2 separate regions of the Capra hircus genome follow, and region 2 is linked to region 1. Evidence: chromatin contacts called from public Hi-C data. All regions are on one chromosome and are shown on one strand. Each heading gives the region's core, a stretch centred on a gene start, on an enhancer-like site or on the middle of the called end of the contact. The rest is flanking DNA. Distances are from core to core; before and after follow the strand shown.

The links. Hi-C and Micro-C count contacts between places; a contact is called where the count stands out from the background.
Region 2: a contact with region 1 is called in a Hi-C map of blood, with 4 times the contacts expected there. The contact joins two enhancer-like sites. A contact is called at or near these places in 2 of 5 Hi-C or Micro-C datasets (both in blood).

What each region holds. Positions count from the first base shown.
Region 1 is chr1:528,152-534,037 of ARS1.2, reverse strand. All of the region lies in intron 6 of IFNGR2 (interferon gamma receptor 2), which reads left to right. Among named protein-coding and RNA genes, the nearest start is that of IFNGR2, 36 kb to the left of the region's middle. Within about 2 kb of position 4,022, at least 1 of the 5 cell types and tissues checked has an H3K27ac peak or open chromatin away from gene starts, as enhancers often do.
Region 2 is chr1:621,912-627,961 of ARS1.2, reverse strand. It overlaps IFNAR1 (interferon alpha/beta receptor 1), which reads left to right. Exons shown (of 11, transcript XM_018046572.1): 11 at 261-3,947. The coding sequence ends at 500. Among named protein-coding and RNA genes, the nearest start is that of IFNAR1, 28 kb to the left of the region's middle. Within about 2 kb of position 4,046, at least 1 of the 5 cell types and tissues checked has an H3K27ac peak or open chromatin away from gene starts, as enhancers often do.

The DNA of each region.
Region 1 (5,886 bases), core at 2,773-5,272:
TGTCTGTTGTGACGTTTCCAGAGAATGAGCAAGAAGGGACTCCCCAAAGTGCTTGGAACCAAAACACTGAGCCAAGCCACCAGCCCACGGAAGGAGTTCTCTGACCCAAGGAAGCTGCGACAGGCCTGTCAGGACTGGATAGAGCCACTTGCTCCTTAGTCTCGTCACAAAAAGACCCTGGGGGTGCCTGGGAAGAAGTTAGTTGTGAGAGAGACAAACATTTTTTTAACTAGTGAAAGTCGCTCAGTCGTGTCCAACTCTTGGCGACCCCAGGGACTATATAGGCCATGGAATTCTCTAGGCCAGAGTCCTGGAGTGGGTAGCCTTGCCCTTCTCCAGAGGATCTTTCCAACCCAGGGCTTGAACCAGGGTCTCCCGCATTGCATGCAGATTCTTTACCAGCGGAACCACAAGGCCTAAATCCTGCAAGTTTCTAGACTGATTCTGCATACCAAAAAAAAAAAGGTTTTGCTTAAACACTAAAAAGGCATGTAATTATTTGTTAGCAAACAGGCTGTGATATTTTGGACATTGTTGCCTGGGCTGGGTGGTCAGGAGACGGGGTCTTCTCCTTGGTTCTGGCAAGGACCTCGGGCCCTTTGCACAGGTCACGGAACCTGTCCCAGCCTCTCCCATCAAAGGACACTGAGTGGTCCTTGACACCCAGTCTCCTGGCTTAAAATGTGATTAATCCTGCAAATAGTTTTCTAGTAATTTAAGGGACTTTCTTTTTTTCCAAACTAGAAGTAAAAGACTGTTTCACTAACTTTTTATCAGCCTGGTGACCCAGTGGCTAAGACTCCATGCTTCTGGTGCTGGAGATGGCGGGTTTGACCCCTGGTCGGGGAACTACGATCCTACATTGTTGCACAGTGAGGCCAAAAACTGTAAATAAATGAATAGACACTTGAGAGTCTGTGTGAAGGTTTCCTCTCCACCTCCTTTATTTTAGCCTCTTTTCTGCAAAGTTTCAGCTTTTTGCTATGACGCTATCTCTGACCCCCAGCAGACTCACCCAGAGGTCACGCAGCAAGACCTTCTGACTTGTGTCACTGGACTGCTTGAAAAGTTAGGCAGGGGGGTTTGCAGAAGCTGCATCAGCCCTGCATTCGTACGTGATGTGTTGCATACGTCGAGCAAGGCGTGTAAAGGGAAGGAGCTCATGGCCAACAATGTATCCGCTGGGCTGCTGGTCTTCTCCTGGGGCAAGTACTGATGGGCTAAAAATCCATTTATCTGATTCCTGAGGTTTAGGAAATGGATGCATCACTTCACACCTCCCCTCCAACACACATAGAAAGTGACATGTTGCCATAAGTTCTGCTTCAGAAAGAAGCCCCCACGGGCAGCCTAACCTTGACAATGGGAAGTAGAGCCGCAGTAGGTCCGTGAAGTACCTAGGACTGGTGGATGGAACCACCTGCTGTCTCAGGTGGGCCCTGTACCTCTGGCGAGGAATTGGCCCTTGGGCTGCCTTTCTAACCAATCGTGACCCCTGCCATCCAGGATGACAAGAGAGGAAAGGACACCCCACCCCCACCCCAGGGGAGTCCCCTTATGAGATGTCTACTTTATCAATCAGGTTCACCTTGAGTTGGGACAGGGTTGGAGAAAGAGTTGTCATTCAGTTGCTCAGTCATGTCTGACTCTGCAACCCCATGTACTGCAGCACGCCGGGCTTCCCTGTCCATCACCATCTCCCGGAGTTGGTAGAGGACAATTGTAAAGACTGCCCTCAAACCATTTAGGAAATTGAGGATATGAATGCTTCCTCTGCTGGGCCGTACGATGCAGCTTGTTGAGGTGGGGAGAATGTGTGTACAGCAGGAAGAAAACCGGCTAAGAGTGAGTCCAGCAGGAAGGGGGGACAGATGCGCTGTTAGGAGTAAGCTCTCTGTGCCACCCTCCATGAAAGGAGGTGCCAGCTAGTCAGGGGCAGGCAGGCTGGTCATGGGGACCAGATTCTGATGAGGCTGCATTGGGTTCAGGGCAGAGACAGTCCAATGTCCTGGGGCAGACTGGGTGGGCTTCAGGGCCGGAAAGGCCCTTCTTAGTTGAAGGCGGCAGCTTCAGCAAGTGACAGAGTTCAAGTGCAGGGCTGGTGCTCTGACCAGGCGCCTCTCAGGGGCCAGGCTTGCGTAGGGAAGGGGCCACACTGACACCCAACTGGGTTCACTGAGGGCCTCTCAGGGCCTCCCCGTCCTTCAGTAAGCATGGGGCTGGCCCATTATGCAAGAGAGGACAGAAATTATTTAAGACACTCCTTCTCTGGCACCTCAGACAGTAAAGAATCTGCCTGCAGTGCAGGAGACCCAGGGTTCGATCCCTGGGTCGGGAAGATCCCCTGGAGGAGGGCATGGCAATCCCCTCCAGAATTCTTGCCTGGAGAATCCCATGGACACAGGAGCCTGGTGGGCTACAGTCCATGGGGTCGCAAAGGGTCAGACACGACTGAGCAACTGAGCACACACGCACGCATGTCCATAGTGAAAGTGCAAGTCGCTCAGTTGTGGCAGACTCTTTGCAACCCTGTGGACTATATAGTCCGTGGAATCCGTAGCCTTTCCCTTCTCCAGGGGATCTTCCCAGCCCCGGTAGTGAACCCAGGTCTCCTGCGTGGCAGGCAGAGTCTTTACCAGCTGTGCCACCAGGGAAGCCCATAACTAAACCGTTATTGAGACCCAGTGACTCTCATTCAATTTATGTATAGTCTGTGGCTGCTTTTGTGCTGCAAGGCGGAACTGAATTGTTGCAAGAGCTTGTTTTCCTGCGAAGCCTAAAATATTCACCACCTGAACCCTTACAGAAAGAGTCTGATGACCTCTGATCTGTACAATGAAGTGTACATTGTATAGGAGTAAAGAGACTTACTCCCATTATTTAGATTTATACAGTTACAGAAGGTCCCTACAAGACCCCGCCCCATTTGCTGCTGAGACTGTGTGAATCAAAGGTCATGTGTTACATGGGAGGAGGGGTATTTGATGCTTGCATGTTATTCTACAAAGTACGTTATGAAATACGTACTAGGAAAGGCTGGAGGTCATTTAGGTGTAGGAAAACCAATGGAGAAACATAGGCCCTAGATCAATGCTAGGCCACCCAGAGATGATGGGAGAGTTGGATCAAGGCCACTGCTAACTCATACATGACTACTATGTGCATCAGATAACCCTTTGTTTTGTGCCAAGTTTTAAGTCAACATACGATGTCCTGGACCTTCATTGTGAATAGCGTCCCCTGGTGGTCCCACAGTGCTCGGCATGCAGATTGCAGACGTGATTGTGGGGTAGGGGGATGTGGAGGGGGGTAGGGGGATGTGGAGGGGGCATTGGGGGTGAGGGGGTTCACCTCGGGGCCATGGGAGAGGAAGCAGCCCCTCTTGATCTGGGTGATACTAAGGCCAGCAGGATGAGGAGCTGATGGGCATGAGGATGCAGAGGGGAGAACCCCAGGCAGGACGTGGGGGTGAGGGATGGGCAGAGAAGGGAGACTTTGTCCGCATCTATAGGTCACCCGCTGATGTTTGTTCACTCACTGCAAAACCACAGCTGCCCTCTCACTCAGAAACTGCCAGTGTGGAGAACAGCTCGGGTCCTAGCCTGTGCTCGGGGCATCTGCCTTTGTTGACTTCTATTTCATTCACCATCATTTATCTCAGTTCATAGGATGTTTAGAAGTCTGCATAGCTACTAAGTTACACTGCCTTTGGCTACCGGAAAACAACTGTATATCCCTAGGGGGCTCCAGGGCTCTCCAGAATAAAGGCGTTTTTCCCAGAAAGCCTGTGTTTTAGGCAAGAACCTCCTAAACCATCCCTGCTGTTTGCTGGCAGTGTGAACCCACAGAGGCATCTTCCCGTGGAGCGGTCAGGCCTCCGGCTCCTCAGTGTGCTCGCAGGCCCTCCGAAGAAGCCACAGCCCTCTGATGGCAGCACGGTGGAAGTCACCTCCCTCTCCTTGCTTCCAGTCTCTGGTGACTGAGGATGGCCAGCTGCATCACGAGGGCGCCAACCCACAGGTCCGAGAGGGTACCTGGGGCAGCACCCACCCAGTGGAGGGAGCTGGTCGGCGCTGCTCACAGGCGCTCTAGGAAGACTGAGAAGGGTGCTGCCTAAAATCTCATCTGCTAACAGAATGCAGGCAGGAGGGGCTTCTCTGGGCCCCCTCCCCCATTTATTTTTAAAAAAGGGGGTGAGGTAGACCCCCAGGGTTTCTTTACAAAGATATATCTAGCTGAAACCTAAATGCCCACTGACAGAGGAATGGATTAAGAAGATGTGGTATGTACGTATATATACACACACACACAGTGGAATATTCAGTTCGGTTCAGTCGCTCAGTCGTATCCAACTCTTTGAGACCCCATGGACTGTAACAACGCCAGGCCTACCTGTCTATCACCGACTCCCGGAGTTTACTCAAACTCATGTCCATTGAGTCGGTGATGCCATCCAACCATCTCATCCTCTATTGTCCCCTTCTCCTCCTGCCTTCAATCTTTCCCGGCATCAGGATCTTTTCCAGTCAGTCAGTTCTTCGCATCAGGTGGCCAAAGTATTGGAGTTTCAGCTTCAGCATCAATCCTTCCAATGAATATTCAGGACTGATTTCCTTTAGGATGGACAGGTTGGATCTCCTTGCAGTCCAAGGGACTCTCAAGAGTCTTCTCCAACATCACAGTTCAAAAGCATCAATTCTTTGGTGCTCAGCTTTCTTTATAGTCCAACTCTCATATCCATACATGACTACTGGAAAAACCATAGCTTTGACTAGATGGACTTTTGTGGGCAAAGTAATGTTTCTGCTTTTTAATATGCTGTCTAGGTTCGTCATAGCTTTTCTTCCAAGGAGCAAGTGTCTTTTAATTTCATGGCTGCAGTCATCATCTGCAGTGATTTTGGAGTCCCCCAAAATACAGTATGTCTCACTGTTCCCATTTTTTCCCCATCTATTTGCCAAGAAGTGATAGGACTGGATGCCATGATCTTAGTTTTCTGAATGCTGAGTTTTAAGCCAACTTTTTCACTCTCCTCTTTCACTTTCATCAAGAGGCTCTTTAGTTCTTCGCTTTCTGCCATAAGGGTGGTATCATCTGCATATCTTGATATTTTTCTTGGCAATCTTGATTCCAGCTTTTGCTTCATCCAGCTGGCATTTCACATGATGTACTCAATATAAGTTAAACAAGCATTGTTTAACAAGCAGTTAAACAATATGCAGCTTTGACATATTTTCTCAGTTTGGAACAGTCTGTTTTTCCATGTCCAGTTCTAAGTGTTGCTTCTTGACCTGCATACAGATTTCTCAAGAGGCAGGTCAGGTGGTCTGGTATTCCTATCTCTTTCAGAATTTCCCACAGTTTGTTGTGACCCACACAGTCAAAGGCTTTTGGTGTAGTCAATAAAGCAGAAATAGATGTTTTTCTGGAACTCTTGCTTTTTTGATGATCCAGCGGATATTGGCAATTTGATCTCTGGTTCCTCTGCCTTTTCTAAAGCCAGCTTGAACATCTGGAAGTTCATGGTTCATGTACTGTTGAAGAATTGGAGAATTTTGAGCATTAGTTTTCGAGTGTGTGAGATGAGTGCAATTGTGCAGTAGTTTGAATTTTTTTTGGCATTGCCTTTCTTTGGGATTGGAATGAAAACTGACCTTTTCCAGTCCTGTGGCCACTGCTGAGTTTTCCAACTTTGTTGGCATATTGAGTGCAGCACTTTCACAGCATCATCCTTTAGGATTTGAAATAGCTCAACTGGAAATCCATCACCTCCACTAACTTTGTAGTGATGCTTCCGAAGGTCCATTTGACTTCATATTCCAGGATGTCTGGCTCTATGTGCATGACCACACCATCAATAAGACCTTTTTTGTGCAGTTCTTCTGT
Region 2 (6,050 bases), core at 2,797-5,296, 94 kb before region 1:
CCCCTACCCCTCACAGCACAGTGGACTTTCTTAGAGACTGTTTGGATAATTTCCCCAAAGCAGTACTGAGATGTTCGTGACCTCACTGGTGGTGGTTTTTTTCTAGACACGATAGTGCAGTGGATGCGCTCTTTTTAATACGCATGTCAAAAGATAGGATTTCTAGATAAAGGATTTAAGAAACTGAAGCTTATTGGAACTCGGAAACCACTTTTTGTTCTTTTAAATAATCTATTTCTGTTCTTTCCCTTTTGAATTAGCATTTCTCTGATCAGCCACTAAGGAATCTACTCCTCTCCACTTCTGAGGAACAGACGGAAAGGTGTTTTGTAATTGAAAATGCAAGCATTATTACTGAGATAGAAGAGACTAATGAAGCTGATGAAGTTCACGAAGAGTACAATTCCCAAGCTAGTCAAGATTCAGGAAACTATTCGAATGAAGATGAAAACAGTGGAAGCAAAATAAGTGAAGAGTTTCTGCAGCAGGACAGTGTGTGACCAGGAATGACCCCTGAAACATTAGGGAGTCTTACAAGAGTCAGAATGGGAGCCTGGGCTTTTTGCTCTTCTCAGTAACTCTCAAAAGAAGATTGCCCATGTCAGGGAAGAAAAAGCATCTTCAGATCGCAGGTCCTAAAAATACAGGCAAGCATTCACTATTTAAAATGAATTTCAGGAAGTTTTCTGCGTCCTTTGCTGTGTGTCAAGTCTTGAAAGGCCTGTCATTGGACCTGCCTCGGATGAGAGGCGTTAAGTCCAGAAGATCCCCTCTGACTCCTTCATGCTACCTAAGCGCCCCTGTGCTGTCATGTGGTTTGGGGGTGCTTGTGTTCCCGTCAGCTGGTGCTGTCGCTGTGTATCGTTCGTTCCGTCTCCCTTGCAGCATTACAGTTCACTATTTTCCAGGAGATACTTAGAACATTTGGTCTCGTTCAGAGAAGAACCTGAATACCACCATCAGTTGATTTTCTGAAAAAGTAGCTTACTCTGGAAAACAGCTGCACATGCCAGAAACGTGGTCCTTATAGATCTTCAGGGGGATTCTCTCTGTTTATACCAGTCACATTTATACCAGTTGCAAGAGATGTGGATTCAGTCCTTGGGATGGGAAGATCCTCTAGAGGAGGGCATGGCAACCCACTCCAGTATTAATGCCTGGAAAATCCCATAGACGGAGGAGCCTGGCGGGCTACAGTCCATGAGGTTACAGAGTCGGACACTGAAGCGACTGAGCATGCACACACGCGTACCAATTACATCGGCCTCTACATGACAGTTACCCAGCCCTTCCACAGTTTAGGATTAAAACCATGTCATCTTTTACTATATGTACATTAAGCCTTCCTGTTTCAGAACATTAGGACAGTAGCTTCTGATTAGAAGGCATAATCCCGAAAATTACAGAGAAATGGGAAACAGTCTGAGTAGAGAAGTTACTGTTATCCCTTAAGATATGGGAGCGTGTCACATTAGTGACAGTGTATGTGAAGTCTTGGGATCAGAAAATGCTACTGAGAAACAGTAAGTAGAGTGAGTCAGTGGGAAAGAAGCAGGTGGCTTTAGTGAAAAATAAGAATAATGTGCGTCGTCAACTTCTGATAACTAACATCCTGAGGGGTGGCATTTGTTTCCATGGCTCATCTGTGTCACTTCGTAACAGCAGGCCGGCTTCTGTCCACTGTGGGGCAACACTCAGGTGTCGCTTCCGCTCAGCCTGCATGCACTCAAGGACATGCAAGTTATTTATCATCAGAGTGTGGGAGGAAATGAACTAGGAAGGAAACCCAAGTTTTTAAAATTATGCAATACCTCTCAAAGGCATCTGTAGCTTATGTTTAAATGACTTTGCTATTTTGGCTTATTCATGGAGCTCCTGCAGAGAAAGGAAGTGTAGGAATTCTGGCTACCTCTGAGGCCAAGTTCTCAGCTTCAGTCGTTGCAGCGGGACTCAGAGGGAAGAGAGATGGCACCACCCAGCTCATCAAGTCCGGCTGGGCTTGTTTAGAGTGGTCCGCGGGGTCTTCTGAGTGAAAGAAGAGGTTGAAAGCAGCCGCACTGGGAAGGGCCGTGGTGCCCTGCCTGTCCTCTCCAGAGCACCTCGTGCTCCTCTGGGCCACCATCGGGGAGCACACGGTCAGGGGCGCCCCACCAGGGTAGTTCTCTGCTGCAGAATCCTTCCAGGACCCAAACATCTCTGATCCACTGACCAGAGGCATTTGGTTTAAAGCAGATCAGGACTGGCCCTTCGCTGGGAAAGGCCCCATCCGTCCGTGGGAACTTGTCACTATCGAGAGGACCCTGCCCTCGCCGGCTTCCGCGCTGGGTCAGGGCCCCTGGCCTGCCCTGCACTCGGGCCTGGGATTTTCCACAGGAAAAATGCTGCTTCAGACTGGGAACAGTGCCTTTGTGGGGTGTGGCAGAGGGAAAACTAGGGCATTATAAGGCAGAGACGCTGCTGAAGTCACTGGGTCCCTGGGTGTGGGAGTATGTGTGTCGGGTTTAAGGTCCCCTGTGGCTTTCAGTGGCCAAGCATCTGCGCGGCCTCAAACAAAACCCCTGTTTCGCTGCATCTTGTAGACCTGAAAACGCAGGTCCATCCCATTCCTCATTGTGGCCCACATGTAGCTTAATCAAGATGCGCTTGCTTGTAAGATGGTAAGTATTTTTTTCCAAAAAAATAGTTTGCTTGCAAATACTATATACTTGAGAGCAGCAATAAACTCCCTCAGATCTGTGATCCTGAAAGCTCTTGGAGAGGGTGGATATAATCTAAGCATTTATGTAGAAGATTTGTGTCATTACAGCTGGAAATCATGTATTCATATGTAATATAGATTAATATATACGTAGTGACATGGGTCTGTAAACACACATGTACAGACATGATGCTGGCTACTGTGCCACTGCTGCTGCTGCTAAGGCACTGAAGTCGCGTCCGACTCTGTGCGACCCCACAGACAGCAGCCCACCAGGCTCCCCCGTCCCTGGGATTCTCCAGGCAGGAACACTGGAGTGGGCTGCCATTTCCTTCTCCAATGCGTGAAAGTGAAGTGTCTCAGTCGTGTCCGACCCTTGGCAACCCCATGGACTGCAGCCCACCAGGCTCCTCCGTCCATGGGATTTTCCAGGCAAGAGTACTGGAGTGGGGTGCCATCGCCTTCTCCGACTGCCACTAGTACATCCATAAACACTTAGCGTAGGTTCTAATTAGAAAAGGGTAAATGCTGCTCTAGAACTACGAGCTTCAAAATCTTGACCAGAAATTTGCAACATATAAAGTTATTTCAAAAATATATGTTTAGGGACTTCTTGGTGGTCCAGTGGCTAAGACTGAGCTCCCAATGCAGGGGCCCCGGGTTTGATACCTGGTCAGGGAAACTAGATTGTACATGCCACAACTAAGACTCGACACTGTCAAATAAATTTTTAAGTATATATATATATATATAGTTTGTGTAACATCTTTTCCCCAAACCTACCTTCAAAGCAGCCTCAGATTGCTCCTAAGAATTTGGAAGTGTTCAGAAGCTTTTCCTACCTCCTCCCCATCCCTGTAACCCTTGTATTACCTGACATGTTTGTGTTCGTTTCAGCTGGTGTCTGTCTGCCCCTCCCAGGGGACCAGAAGCTCTGTGAGCTCAGGAATAAACACTTAGCACTGTATCCCCAGTACCTACCAGAGTGTGGTGCCTCGCGTGGAAAAAGTGCGTAGGAAATAATTGTCAAGTGAGGGAAACCTAGAATTTGAACCAAGTGGGTGTTTCTGTTTGTATGTCTTACTGAGGTATAGAAGGACACAGCCATATTTCCAGTGTTTCTGTGAAAACAGCCAGTGTTGCCAGTGTTTGTATCTTACTTCCTGTGTACTTTGTCTTAATGCCCACTGCCATTCATTTTTAAACAGTTTTAACCGTTTCTGTAATAAACACTGAGTCTTGGATTCCATGGTGGTTTTGCTTGAACTGATTGAACGTAAGCATCACAGGTGCTGTGGCTGCTGCCTTCGTGAGGTGTTCGCAGCAGAGCGGGCTGGTCCCGAAGGGTCCACCCCGGGCTGGGAGCTCTCACACAGTCCTTGCTTTTTTTTCACAACCTTGTGTTTAGACTTGGCCGGACACAGCCTTGAGCCAGTGAGTCTGCAGTCGTAATGCAGACCCTGCCCCCTCAAAGCATGCTGTTCCCTTTGGTCAACGTTTCTTCTCTGGATATGCTCTTGAAGGAGACTCCCCAGTCCCACACGTAAATTGATCTGAAGTTAAACACCATTGGCATTCAAAGTGAGAATCCTCATCATGTGTTTTTAGTAACTGTCCTCAAATATTTTCCCAAAATGTACAGGGAAGTGAATGTTAATAATTTCATCTCTGATGCACAAGAGACGCCCCTGTTACTTAACACTAGTGACAAATACCGGTAACATCCAGTTTTTTTTCTTCTTCGTGGTAGCTCATGTCAGCAGCTCATGGTAGTTGACCAACCGTGAAAAAGTGGGCAGAGTCGATATTCTGGGAAGAGGGAAAAAATGGAAAAATTACGTCTCTCAGTAGCACTTTTAAATTAGACGTCTAATTTCTCTCTTCCCTGGTGGTCCAGTGGGTAGACTCCAAGCTCCCAGTGCAGGGGGCAGGGGTTCAGTCCCTGGTTGGGAAAGATCCTGTGTGGCATAGCCAGAAAAAAGTTACTCAAGAAACATTTCTCCTTACAGTGACTTGCCAATCCCTCCACGGTCCTACTTCCCCAGATTTCCTGGATCCATCAGAAGGAGTAGAGGGGAAAGTGAATAACTGAATAAGAAGAAAACATTTTCCTATCTCTCCATTAGAAAGATGGACCGTTTTTCCAAAAGACTGGATTTAGGCCTTGAATGTATCATAAGATAGCAACGTGCCTTTTTGTGTACCACTGTCTGATCCAGATTTTATCATGCTTTAATCCTCTGGAATTTAACTTTTAAAAAGACATGGAGAATTTCCTGGTGGTCCAGTGGTTAGGACTCTGAACTTTTCACAGCTGTGGGCCCAGGTTCAGTCCCTGGTCAGGGAACTAAGATCCCTCATGCTGTGTGAAGCAGCAAAAAAAAAAAGATGATTCTGAGTGTTTCAGAATAAAGGGGCACCATCCAGTCTGAAATCTTCCTGGAAGACCTCCACCATGTGCATACGTGGAAGTCACCTTTGTGCCCACCTGTCCCTTCATGTCTGTCAGAGACACTGCCTTAGGAGAGATTTTATAGCATCCCCCAAAATACATCCGCTTCTCTAGGTGGCAAGCTCCATAAACACAAGGACCTTTTTTTTTTTTTACACTTTGCAGCTGACAGTAAGTGTTCAGTTCAAGTGATTAAGTGCGACCTTGAATTACCACTTGACTCGATTCGCCACTAGGGGAAGACAAGTCACCCTCTTTAGGTTCACAACTAGCTGGTATTTTCAAAACAGGTTCCTAGATGGTTGTATCATGAGGAAACATTAAGAAAGTGGTATGTATCTGAAGACTGTATACCGTTTAGGGTTGCTACATTTAACAAAAACATAGGACACCCAGTGAAACAGTTTTCATTTCAGTGAGTAATGAATAATTCATAAACAGTGAATAATTGTTTAGTATAAGTGTGTTTCAAATAGTGCGTGGGACATTACTAAAACTTTTGTTGCTATACAATGCTTTGAATACTCTGGCATTTTACTTATGGAAAGAGATGATTAAGAGTTTTTATAAAAAAGACTTGAGGGACTTCCCTGGCAGTCCAGCAGTTAAGACCGCTTCCAGTGCCGGGGGTATGCGTTTGATCCATGGTTGGGGAACTACGGTCCCAAATGCCACATAACATGGCCAAAAAAAGAAAAGAAAACCTAGGTCGCTATGTCACTCACAATGGCTCTGCTTCTCTGATTGAATCCTGATACATGCCGCAAAACCAAGGGCTCCATCTTATGTCAAAATGGGTACAACAATGGGCACGTGATCATGGGATCCAGTGATCCTGCTGTATAGAACATCACCTAGAAGTTACCAGTTTGATTAAACATTGAGATGGCCTGAAATAGC